Regions from separate parts of the Gossypium hirsutum genome. Here region 1 is linked to region 2. Evidence: chromatin contacts called from public Hi-C data. All regions are on one chromosome and are shown on one strand. Each heading gives the region's core, a stretch centred on a gene start, on an enhancer-like site or on the middle of the called end of the contact. The rest is flanking DNA. Distances are from core to core; before and after follow the strand shown. Region 1 holds the start of LOC107903572 (CBL-interacting protein kinase 2). Region 2 has its middle 5.8 kb from the start of LOC107903617.

Evidence for each region. Hi-C and Micro-C count contacts between places; a contact is called where the count stands out from the background.
Region 1: a contact with region 2 is called in a Hi-C map of leaf, with 1.9 times the contacts expected there. The contact joins the promoter of LOC107903572 here to the enhancer-like site in region 2. A contact is called at or near these places in 13 of 34 Hi-C or Micro-C datasets (cotyledon, hypocotyl, leaf and 1 more).

Annotation. Positions count from the first base shown.
Region 1 is chrD02:373,994-380,528 of Gossypium_hirsutum_v2.1, reverse strand. LOC107903572 (CBL-interacting protein kinase 2) reads left to right here and starts at 2,321. Exons shown (of 2, transcript XM_016829665.2): 1 at 2,321-2,528; 2 at 2,942-4,871. The coding sequence starts at 3,342. The coding sequence ends at 4,694.
Region 2 is chrD02:338,038-344,054 of Gossypium_hirsutum_v2.1, reverse strand. It overlaps the pseudogene LOC107906158. Among protein-coding and RNA genes, the nearest start is that of LOC107903617, 5.8 kb to the left of the region's middle. Within about 2 kb of position 1,389, at least 1 of the 9 cell types and tissues checked has an H3K27ac peak or open chromatin away from gene starts, as enhancers often do. A contact at or near this core is called in leaf, where this site is marked.

The DNA.
Region 1 (6,535 bases), core at 1,072-3,571, 36 kb before region 2:
AAATATCTATGTCAGCACTTTAACGGAATAGTCAACAGTGTAAACAATTTAGATTATGTAATAACATTATAAACATAAAAAAGGGTCAAAGGTTGGAGAAGAGAGCTAATGAAAGCTTAGTGAATATATTCATAATTTCTCTAATCGAATTGATGTCTGATTGACTTGTGACACCAACTCAATAAAAAACTTAAATAATAGTATAAGTATATAGGTTATACAAACATTAAAGAATTATAAAAGTTAATAATCTGAACTTAAAACCTGGATCCGAAACCCTAGTGGTCCAACTAAAAAAACTCAGGACTCAAACTCTAATGATCCGTATTTAAAACATCTGAAACCAAAAGATGTCGTGAACACAAAACATTAGCAAAACCAAATATATTTATATTGGGATCGAAATTTAATTGTAAATTTTAGTGATACATTTTTTATACAAAGGCCTAAAGTTACTTATAATCTCTTCTCAACCTTTAAATAGGAGGATAAATGCATTTCAAAGAACTTGACCTCACATCCTCCTATACTGACAACAATGTCCATGGCAATCGAACCTTATATATATTTTACAATTATGTATTTTTATAGCTAAATCTTTACAAAATTGAATAGCCTAGATGAAATTTTACCAATTTAGGAGAGCTGAGACCCTGACTTAAAAATCTCAAACTTGAACTTCAACTCAAATTTGGTCCAAACCAAAAATTACTCTGAACCAAAAAAAAATTAAAATTCAAACCGACCTAACCTAAATTAACTTGACTCAAAACTAGTTAAATGTAAAAGTACCATGGAGGCCATTGTACTAAGAGTCAAATTAATCTCTATATGTTAGATCAAAGAGTACATTAATTATTTTATTAAAAATTCCATCAATTTTTATTGTTGAAATCTGGTCTCTATACATCAACATGAGGTATATGTGACATATCATAATTAGTTAGTTAGTTATTTTGTCAGTAACGCCATTCTCTAACCGTAGAAATAAATAAAATTTTAACAGAAAAGACCAATACATTTTTTTATCTAACACAATATATAAAGATTAATTTATTCGTTTTTAAATAAAAAAGACAAAATACAATTCGATTCTATTCCAATTAAAATATGTACAGTTGAAGGACAAAAGGGACTTGACATGTAAAAGGAAAGATATAATAATTTGTAATGAAATAAGAAAATCATACACCAAACATTCCTTGGACGACAATATTTGAACATTGAACGACGGGCAGATTGCCAGATACCAAAAAACCAACAACACTCAATGTGGGACCCACCAGTACTCAAATCCCCGTTGCGTGTCATGATCCTAATGAATTAGTGACACGTGCACGATAACCACTGGCCGTTGATGCATCTCTCCGAAACATGATTAATGACAGCTCCTCTAGTTGTAACTCGCAAACGAGTTTTTCCCGAGGAAGGTAACACCTGAGTTCTGTGTACCCAGGGAAATGCAACGCGTCGTTCAATGGTTGGTGCTTGTTGATTCCTACAGTTGTCACACCGAATCTTCACATGGCTGCTAAAAAAAGAATTAAATTAACAAATTTAAAATTTAATAACTTTTCCAATATTAAAGAAAAATATAATAGGGTAAATTGCAACCAAGACCACAAAATCATTAGTAAGATTACTTTTTGGTTACTCAACTTTAAAAATAATAAAATCGTCACTAAATTATTTGAAAGTTTTTAGTGGGTTGCTAAAATCGTTATATGCCATTCTCTGTTCGTGCTAAAATCGAATGCTCTCCTTCATCTTCTCTTCTGTAGTTTAATTTTTTTTTGAAACAACTTTAAATGTCACGATTTGCGAACTAAAATCCAAATAACTTTCTTCTCCTATATTCGACACTAGTCATCAAATCGACTAGGATCTAAGGTATATTCTTATACTCGTCGATGGGTACTAATTCACCATACTAATAATTGAATTGTGGCTTGGAGCTTATTAGCCAAACTTTTATAAAAAAACTTAACAACTCAGTGATTTTAAAAAAAACTTTCAAATAGTTTAGTGACTTAAACGAAAATTTTTAAATAATTTAATGACCATTTTGTAATTTTTTAAAGTTGAGTGACCAAAATATAAAGTTAATAATAGTTTAGTGATCTTGGGTGTAATTTACCAAAAAAACTTAATTTCGATTAGTTCAGTTATCAAAATATACCATATTAATAATTTACTGATTTTCAAGTAATTACACTAAAAACATACCCAACATATATTAAAATAAATCCCAACAAAATTCACATATAATCAAATTTAATTGAGTAGATATTGATTAGGGTTAGAGAAAGGGTTAAGGGTAGATTGAAGTTGACGAATAAAAAAATCTTCCATAATAAAATATTCATGTTTGGTAGACTTCCCTTTTTTTTAATTATAAAAACCCATCACATTACCTCATAGACCTTTCAAAAAAAAGTTCATTTGTTCACATTTTCATTTTCTCACGCCTCTGTTTGTTTCCTAGGAAAATAAAGTGAAGAAAGAAAACATTCTAAACCCATTTAAAGGTACAATTTTCAGCCTTGAGTTTATAGTTTTTTCATTACTTTGGGGTATCATAATTTTGTGTCAGATCTTTAAATTTTGTTCCTTTTTTTTATTTTTTTTGGAAAATTGAGACTTTGTGAAGATTAGAAACTAGAGGTTGTAGTTTCATGGTTGCTAACTAGTTATGCCACTTTGGGATTAAATAAACTTTGATCCACTCAATTAATAATATTGAAAACAAAGGGTTCAATTTTATGTTAAATAAAAATTTCCCCTTTGCTACAATTCAATGAGAAAGATAAAGATTCATTTTTTTCCCTTTAGATTTTTCAAAGATTATACCTTTAATTGTGTGTTTCATATGCAATTTGATCTTTAATTAAGCACCAATCTTTTAGATTTTGTTTGAAACCCTTTCTTCTTCTTTTTTCAGGTGAAAAATCCCATCTTTTTTAGGCCAAATCCGAAACCCGGGTCTGGTCCGGTCTGGTCTAAACCGGTTAGTGGTTCACAAGGGAAACCAGGGAATGCTGAAAGATGAGGTTCAAAGTTGAGCACCATTTGTTTGAGATTAATGAAGATATTGCTTCATTTGAACTGCCCTTATTATCTATATCTAATGAAAGTCAACATTTAACTTTGTATAGTCAACTGTGTTTCAATGGTATTTTGACTAGAAATTTAAGGGAACATGTTATGTCAAAGCATGATGTTTGTGAAGATGGTTGAACTTTTCCTGGTTTTCAGGTTGGTTTTTGGTTAGTCGGTAACCTAGGTGAGATATATAGTACTAGTTAAGGTATAGACTGGTGTTGTTTTGGACTATATTCGGCATGGAACCGAAAGGGGTTGTGTTGATGGGAAGGTATGAAATAGGGAGGTTATTAGGGCAAGGAACCTTTGCTAAGGTTCACCGTGCTAGGAATCTCGAAACTGGTATGAACGTGGCTATTAAGATTGTTGACAAAGAGAAGGTATTGAAAGTTGGGATGATTGATCAGATTAAACGAGAAATCTCGGTTATGAGATTGGTTAGACACCCGAATGTCATCGAGCTTTACGAGGTGATGGCTACTAAGACGAAGATTTATTTCGTTATGGAATATGCGAAAGGTGGTGAATTGTTCAATAAGGTAGTGAAAGGGAAATTGAAAGAGGATGCTGCAAGAAAGTACTTTCAACAGTTAATCAGTGCTGTTGATTTTTGTCATAGCCGAGGCGTGTGTCATCGAGATCTTAAACCGGAAAACTTGTTGTTGGACGAGAATTGTAACCTCAAGGTTACAGATTTCGGGTTGAGTGCTCTTGCTGAATCGAAACAGCAAGATGGGTTGCTCCACACGACGTGCGGGACACCTGCTTATGTTGCACCCGAAGTGATCAACAGACGAGGCTACGATGGGTGCAAAGCTGATATCTGGTCTTGTGGGGTAATCTTATATGTCTTACTGGCTGGTTATCTACCGTTCCAGGATTCAAATCTAATGGAGATGTATCGTAAGATCGGGAAAGGTGAGTTCAAGTTCCCGAACTGGTTTGCTCCCGATGTACGCAGGTTGGTATCGAAAATCTTGGATCCGAATCCAAAAACAAGGATCTCCATGGAAAAAATAATGGAGAATCCATGGTTCCGTAAGGGGCTAGACCCGAAACCTGAACTTGTCGATCCTGAAGTCAAAGAACCGGCTATTGGACTCCAAACTGGAACTCCTTGCAACTTGAATGCTTTTGATATAATCTCTTTGTCTGCAGGCTTCGATTTATCCGGTTTATTCAGGGAACAAGAACAAAAGAAAGAGGTCCGATTCACGTCCAACAAAACAGCTTCGACCATCATTTCGAAACTGGAAGATGTTGCTAAGCGTTTACAGCTGAAAATAAAGAAGAAAGGAGGAGGGTTGATGAAAATGGAAGGGTGTCAAGAAGGACGGAAAGGTGTATTGGGGATCGATGCCGAAATATTCGAAATCACACCGTTTTTCCATCTGGTTGAGGTAAAGAAGAGCAATGGGGATACATTGGAGTATCAAAAGGTAATGCAACAAGATATAAGACCGGCTTTGAGTGACATCGTTTGGGCTTGGCAAGGCGAGCCGCTGCCGCAACAACTGCCGCCACCACCACCTACGGAGGAGCAACATCACGAGTCGCAACCATTTCATGTAGTTTCAACTCAGAGTTCATAATGATCATCACCATGTTAAGTCACTTTAAACTATCTTCTTCCTTAATAAGCTATATATACATATGCATGTATGCATTGTTCGTGTAATAAAACTAGACTTGTGAGTTGTGTTTGGATTGGTTCTTGTTAGGTTTGTACAAGTACTAAAATTAAATCACATCTTTGGTTTGAGTTTGAATTGAGTTAATTTTAAATCTGTTTCCAATTTAGTTCATTTTGAGATCGAATCGTTATGAGTTTAGATTATTTGGATTTGATATTCGATTTCTTGTGTTGAGACTTTATAAGGTCAATATCATTTCGGGTTTAAGTAGTTTCAAAAGATTAAGATAATTTTAAATTCAGAATATTTCGAGTTTGAATCATTTGGAGCTTGAAATAGATGAGCTTGAACTAATTGTTGCACACTACACATTTGAGTTCAGTCTTTACGATGAGTACCACAACACATTCAATATATATATATATGATACTAGTTCGAGTTTGAACCGAGTTTCAAGCGAATTAAACCTAAACATGGAATAATATGCCAAGGCATAAAAATAAGGATTTCAAAATTGGACTATTGGTTAAATCGGTTAGGTCTCTGGTTTGTCAATCCAATCAATGCATCCAGTTCGATTAAATAAATCATTAAAAATATTTGAAAAAAAAAGTTCAACTAATTTTTTTACTTGGTTCAACCAATTCATAATGATTCTTAAGTCAATCAGTCTAATAACTTTCTTCAAATTAATACCCCGATCCAACCGGTTCGACACGGTTCAAATATCATTACATGAAAATACACAAATTTGTCAGCCAAGGGATGACAAAATATTAAATTTGTGAATAATATATAACAAATCATTCAAAGCATATTTCATATCAAAACGTATAATAAAGACGAATTAATAATTTTTTTTTTTAAAAATTCAAAAATAAGTAAAATACCATTAAATAAAAATTAACTCTTTTTATGGTTATGGTCACCTTTAACCTTAACGAAGGTAAAAAAAATCACAATTGATTGTAGTGTGGTAGTGGGTTGGAACAAAAATTACAATTCACCGCGATACCAATGAATAAAAAGCCATTATTCTAAATCGGTGACACAATTGAAACTGATTTCTAAGCACAAAATACATGTCGATATAACCAATATTTAACCCCCATTACAAGGTTGGAACATAGCATACAAGGAAATAACTCAATAACATATTTCTCAAAAAATAATCAAATAATCCAATTTAAGTATAAAAAAGAATAGCACTTAGATATTTCAAAATTATACAATGTTAGCATTCTCAACTCATTTTTCATAAAACATGCACAAAAATATTGTATATCACATATATAACAAAACATTGAAGGTTGATTTTGGGGAATTAAACGTTAAAGGAATGTCGAGTTATTTACCTGATCTATTCAATCGACACTTGAATAACAATTTTCGCAAATCTTCAAGTTGTCAAAAATTTTAGAAACCGAACTTGAAAATCAAAATTCGATCAATAAATTAGAAGCTTACAAAGTTACGTATTTTCATGATAATCTTAAAACATTTCAGTTATGTGATAAGCCCCTAGCAAATTAAGACATAATTATACATTTTAATAAAACTATATTTTACCTCAAAAATAAGTAAATCAAATTTAATAAAATACATACATTTTATAAGAAAACTTAATAAATCAATAAAAATCAGTTTAGTATGGTTTTCAACCAAATAATATGTATTTGGATTGAAAATATTTATAAAAAAAATTAAAAATCGAAATTCTGAAATTCTAAACTTCATGATCATTTGGCTTACTTGAAGCCATTCAAACTCAAAATTTACTTGGCATTTCAATAAAAAAA
Region 2 (6,017 bases), core at 140-2,639:
TAGTTGAATCAACATCGAAGTTTCGTATATACATATGAACCACAATTCAAGTTTCATGTATATAATTGTATCAGATTACACATTGGATCAAAGTTGTATTTAAATTCAAATTTTTACTTCTCTTTTCAGGCAAATCTAAAGAGGCGACCGGGACTTTAACCTCTCAAATTTGAAAAAAAAAATTACTTTTAAACCCTTTTATAAATTATGAAATTATAAATTAATATATAATAAAATTACCCAATGAAAATATTATCTAGTCCCTTCAAAAATATAAAGTTACATTTAACCTCCTACAAATTTATAAGTCAATATCTTTAATGAAGCTTTTGAGAACTCTTTGCATGCCTTTGTGCAATTGAATCCTTCTTTTGTTTCATGGTAACATAAGCTTTTACCATTCTTTTCCTTTTTCCCTTTTATCCTTTATGAAAAGAGAGTAGGCATTTAATTTTTATTAAACATGGGGGAAAATAATGTTAAATATATTTAAATAAAATTACAATAGGTGAGTCGATTGAGTCTTAACTCGATTGGCATGGGCATTGTTGCCAGTACAGGAGGACGTGGGTTCGAGTACGCTGAAACACATTATCTTCTTATTTAAGGGTTGAGAGAAAGAGATTGAAGCTTGGTTTTACCTAAACCATATCATATATATAATCAAATTATTTTTAATCTTATAATAAAATAATTTAGATTTTGGTAATTAATAGGGTTTTTTCTGTTCATAATCCCTAATTTTGCGGTTTTTTTCCAGCTAATTTGCTTTATTCGTTGACTTTAATCACTTTCCCCACCGGTGATAATCATTATATAAATTTACACACGTTAATTTTGAGGTGGATTCTAAAATTTGATCCTAATAATATGAATATAGATTTATGATGTTTGAAAAATTACGTAATAATCGGATTCAAGTGTAATTATTTATTGTTGATTGAGTCTTAATTTGATTGGTATTAGCATTGTTGCTAATACATAAGGATATGAGTTCGAGTGTGTTGAAGCGCAGTATCTTCTTATTTAAGGGTTGGGAATGGACTACGAGTAATTTTAAGTGTAATAAAATGTTTCGCGTGTTACAGAAAACAATACGAGATACACATGGAGTCATGTTTTGTAATTAATTACAATGTTGTAATAATTTAAGTAATTCAACAATATTTTGGGTGTTACGAAAATGGTAATAATTTGTATAATCTAATTGCTTCACTGAATTTAATATTGTAAATCAGTCCAAAAATAAAAATAAAAATAAAAACTTGGATTTATTACAAAGAAGGAAGTGCACGAGTGGGGGACAAAAAATCTTGGGGGAATCTAAGATTGAAGAAGTTAGCTTTAGCTTGTCTCTATTATTTACGTTTGGCAATGTTGATGTCCTTTCTCTCCATGTCTTTCCAACACAAACGACGAATCTATACACATCTAATCAACACACATACTACCAAATTTTGGATTTTATTGCCAATTCCATCCTCTTTTTTCTTACAATACCAACACTTGGTTAAGGACCTGGTGATAAAGCACGAGGGTGTCGAGTGATTTCAGGAGTGAATTTTGAAAATTTATTGAGGGTGAGAATTGAATTAGAAAATTTTGAGACGTCTAAATGTAGTTTATCGTGTATTATTTTATATTTTGAGGGTAAAGTGAAATTTTTTCACTTTTCGAGGCCAAGACCCCTGCCTGCTTGTCCCATTGGATTCGTCTCTTGTTGTTGTAGTCAATTTGGAGAGGTATGGGAAGTTTTAGGAAACTTTTGGCGTAGTTTTGGTACGTAATGTTAGCCAATGCGTTAGATGTAGATTTTCTTAGATCTGTGTCTTGCTAACAAGAATTAGTAGTTAAGTCATGATAGAACTTGGTAGTCCTTACAAAAATTGTAAAAGTTTTAAACTGACGCAATGATAAATTCATATTTTAACCTCTCGTAATTTTATAATTGGCTGACTAGAAAAGTTTTCTGGCTTTGACCCCATAGCCCGTGACTTGGCAATTCTTGAGAGACAAGCATGTAAGAAATAAGTGTTGATGTAAGACATGATCTAATCATGACAATCACCCAATATCGTATAAGGCGTTCCCTTTGAGTAAGGTAGCTCCTTAGATCCGAGTTAGACGAACTCCTTATTATCTTGGGGGGGGTCAAGTGGATTAGGAACCCCAACATGGCCATTAAAATTGTTAAGTGTGAATTGAATTAATTTAGGTGGACTTCTTTGACAAAGTAATAAATTGATGGGTGACACTTTGATATTGATATAAATCACCATGTTACTACCAAAATCTTTCTACCCATGATTTTGGTTGGGCTTTTCCTTTAATTTTACCCTTTTCTACAAGCTACTCCATATATATAATTTTGCATTTCATCCCTCTACTTTATAAAAATTAAAAAATTAATCTCTAACACTTTTCATATGTTAAATTGAATTATGTTAAATATTATTTATACCCTTTATTTTTTATTTATGTAAAAGTTGAATATAAATTCATTTTTTGGTCATCTTTAATTGAGTTCATGTATGGTTAACTCGTGAGTCATAATATCAACTCAATCAAAGATTTTAATAATAATTAAGTTAAAAAGTTATGTAACAAATATATTAATAAAAATTTAATATAAAATTGAAATTAGGCTTTGGGCAAAATAAAAATTTCATAGGTTCAAATCATATTATGTGTTTATTTTTCCATATTTGATATAAAAATACAAAAAAAAGGGTAAACTACACCCAGGGTCATTAAACTATTAGTAAGTTTACATTTTGGTCACTCAACTTCAAAAGGTTATAAAATAGTCATTGAACTATTCTAAAGTTTTCATTTAAGTTGCTGAGATGTTAAAATTGTTGTTGTATGACCAACTCTAGCTTTCCTTCCCTTCTCTTCTACAATTGAGTTTTTTTTTTCATTAAACAACTTTGAACGTTATGAATATATAAGCTAAAATCCAAACAATATTATTCTCCAATTTTCGACATTAACCATCAGATTGACTTGAATCTAAGGTATGTTCTACTTGTCAATGGGTACTGATCCATTGTACCGATCGTCGAATCGTCACTTGGAGCTCGGTACTCAAACTTTTAAATAATAATAAACATATAAGAATTGCAATCTTTAATGTGTTAAATCATTAAATTTAAACAGTGCCTCCAAACATTGACATTTTAACTAAAATATGAACTGTCAAAACCGACAACATCATCATTAATTATTGTGAAGCTTCATTGAACTTCAAGTTTCCTTCAATTTTTTTTTGCCATTATTTATTTTTTTTAAATTCATCATTTAATTTTATCAAAATTTACCCATATTTTGAATCAATCTATTTTTTTTTTGTCAAAGCGTAATATTTTTTAGATTTTATTATTTTGTTTAAACCCTGTTACATTTTTACGGGACTTTAGACTTGAGCGATTAACCCGATCTTTAAATAAATAGATCTATTCAACACTTAATTTGCAATCAAACCAAAGCATGAACTTAAAGCATATTCCGTTACGATCATCTTCGTCATGGTACTCGAAGCTGTATCGGTGATGAACTCAATAGGATCCCCGGTCTTTCCAAGTTGGGATAAGGGAAGATATCTCCTTTTCAATCATATAAGCAATCTCCAATGGCTCCCGATCTAATCGCCACTTCTTTCACCGTTTCCGAGGCGATATTGATGGCAGTATCGTTCACTATATATCGAACGGAAAATAGATGTTCCGAGCATGACCTACAAAACCCGGGTTTAGATCGGTCTTATAAACAACACATCAAAAGTAACAAGTTAATACCATAGTACCTTCATTGTCTATAATTTGCACTTTGAGAAAAATTGTATCATCAGTAAGGTCCATTGTGGCAGTGATTAACATATTTTGTTTTTGGCTCAAGACACATGGGAATGGCAGAAACTTCAGCAAATTCTCAGCAAGAGCTCGTAAGCATGCAATCTCTTCGAAACATGGTCGAGGCATTTCCCTTCCCGACGAATCTCCAAGCTTCATCATCTCGAACCTTGTAGAATGACTTACAAAGTTCAAAAGAAAATGTCATATATTGAATTCCGTGTTAACAAAACCGATAAATAACTCACCGAAGTCTCTTTCTTGTAGATTTGAGCTGGATTCGAGCATCTCTAATATACACATACCGAAGGAGTATATGTCTATAAGCTCATTGTACTCTTCCTCGTATAGTTCCAGTGCCATAAATTCCGGCGTACCTATAACACAATGAGCATGTTTCGAGCCATGAAGGATGGCGGCTAATCCGAGATCACCTATCTTTACTTGTCCGAGGTGACCATGGACAAAGATGTTATCACATTTGAGATCTCTATGTATCACTGGAGGATCATGGCAATGGGGATAAGCTAGACCGCGTAGGATTTGGCAAAACCAGTTCTTAATCACTCGTATATCGACACGCTGGCGCCGCTGCCGATACCTGTATGATTGCGTATTAGAAAATGGTACTACGAATAAGGTTTCGTTGGATTGACAGTTAAGTTAAATGCGGTTTTACTCTCGAAGGGTGCTGGAGGTGAACATCTCGTTGACGAAGTTGATATCGATCCACGACTCATAGAATTGCATGATGGAACTGTGGTCGAGGTACTTGAGAAGGTGGATTTCGGAGTAATGTCTTTGTAATTCGTCCGGTGAACGGAAAACATCGGCGAGCTTCACTTGATTCCATGCCCCTTCCATTCCAAGGACCTCATCAAATGCCTTGTACACTGTCTTCATTGCTCCTTTACCCAGATCTCTCTGAACTGTACGAATATATACATACATACATAAGAGATTAACATAAAAAAAAATGTTGTCCAAATTTTCCAGGGAAAGTGAAGGAATCTTTTCAGTGAACTAGTTCAATTTTATATGGCTTTATTAATAAATTCCCCTCGATACCTTGATTCTCATACTAAAACTATCAGTTTTGCCAATACGAATGTATACTTAAAGATAAACAAAACTAAAGATAAACAAGTGTTTAAGATATGACTCTTATATTTATACCAAACAAAAACCTCTTCTCCCTCAAAACTAAGATATGGACCTCTCTCATAGATTCTCTTCATCGCCAGAAAGTGGATTACACATGCCGTAAGAAAGCATCCTACCAGGGTAGGCAAAACTCAAATACCGCCGTCGCAGAATCAAACTCCTTCTGAGCCTGTAAAATCTCTTCTCTCTCGTCCTCCAACGATAAGCCAGCCAATTCATTCTCTATAGACATGGTCGTCGCCAAAACCAAGAAAACCAAACTAAGAAACTCTAAAAAAAAAAAAAAAAAAAACCAAAACATGCTATAGCAACAGACCAGAGACGTGCTGAAGTAGCAGACACATTATTACTTCAGTTTTGTCTAAAATTTTGATTGTTATACATCTCAACTCCTTGGTTTCTTTACTTCTTAAAGAAATACCTCTCTACACACGGGTTTGTTGTTTTTTTTCCACAATATACAATGAAAAATGTTTTTTTATTGCGTATTAAATGAACTGCTAAACACTTTGAGTTTGAGGTCAGTTTGGTTTTAGTAAGTTAAAAACAACATTAAATCAGTAACACTATAGCTCACCTCTGAGCAGACCATTTGGAGTTTTTTACTTCTTTTCCCTTACTTGGCTTGTAAAGAGTATTTTGTTTATCATTCTTCTGCTTCGGTTTCGTTGCTGTCTGGGTTTTGAAGCTTTCTCCTTGGACCTTCCTCTTACAGCTCTTCCCATTTGGTTCCATGATCTCATCATCACTATAGCTGTCTCTTCTTCCTCCTCCTCTTTATAATCTTCTTCATTGTCTTCCTCCATGGACAAGGAGGAAAATGACAAAGAGGAGGAAGAAGAGGAAGAGAAGAAGAGAATACATATAGGGTTGGGTTGTAAAACGGTGGGTAGGTCTGTTAGTAATGGAAGGACGCAAATGCAAATTGCAGCATTTGCAGAGAGAGGAGAGAATGACTAGTTTGATTCCTGTTAGTGTGAGGCTCGCATGAGCTATTTTTCC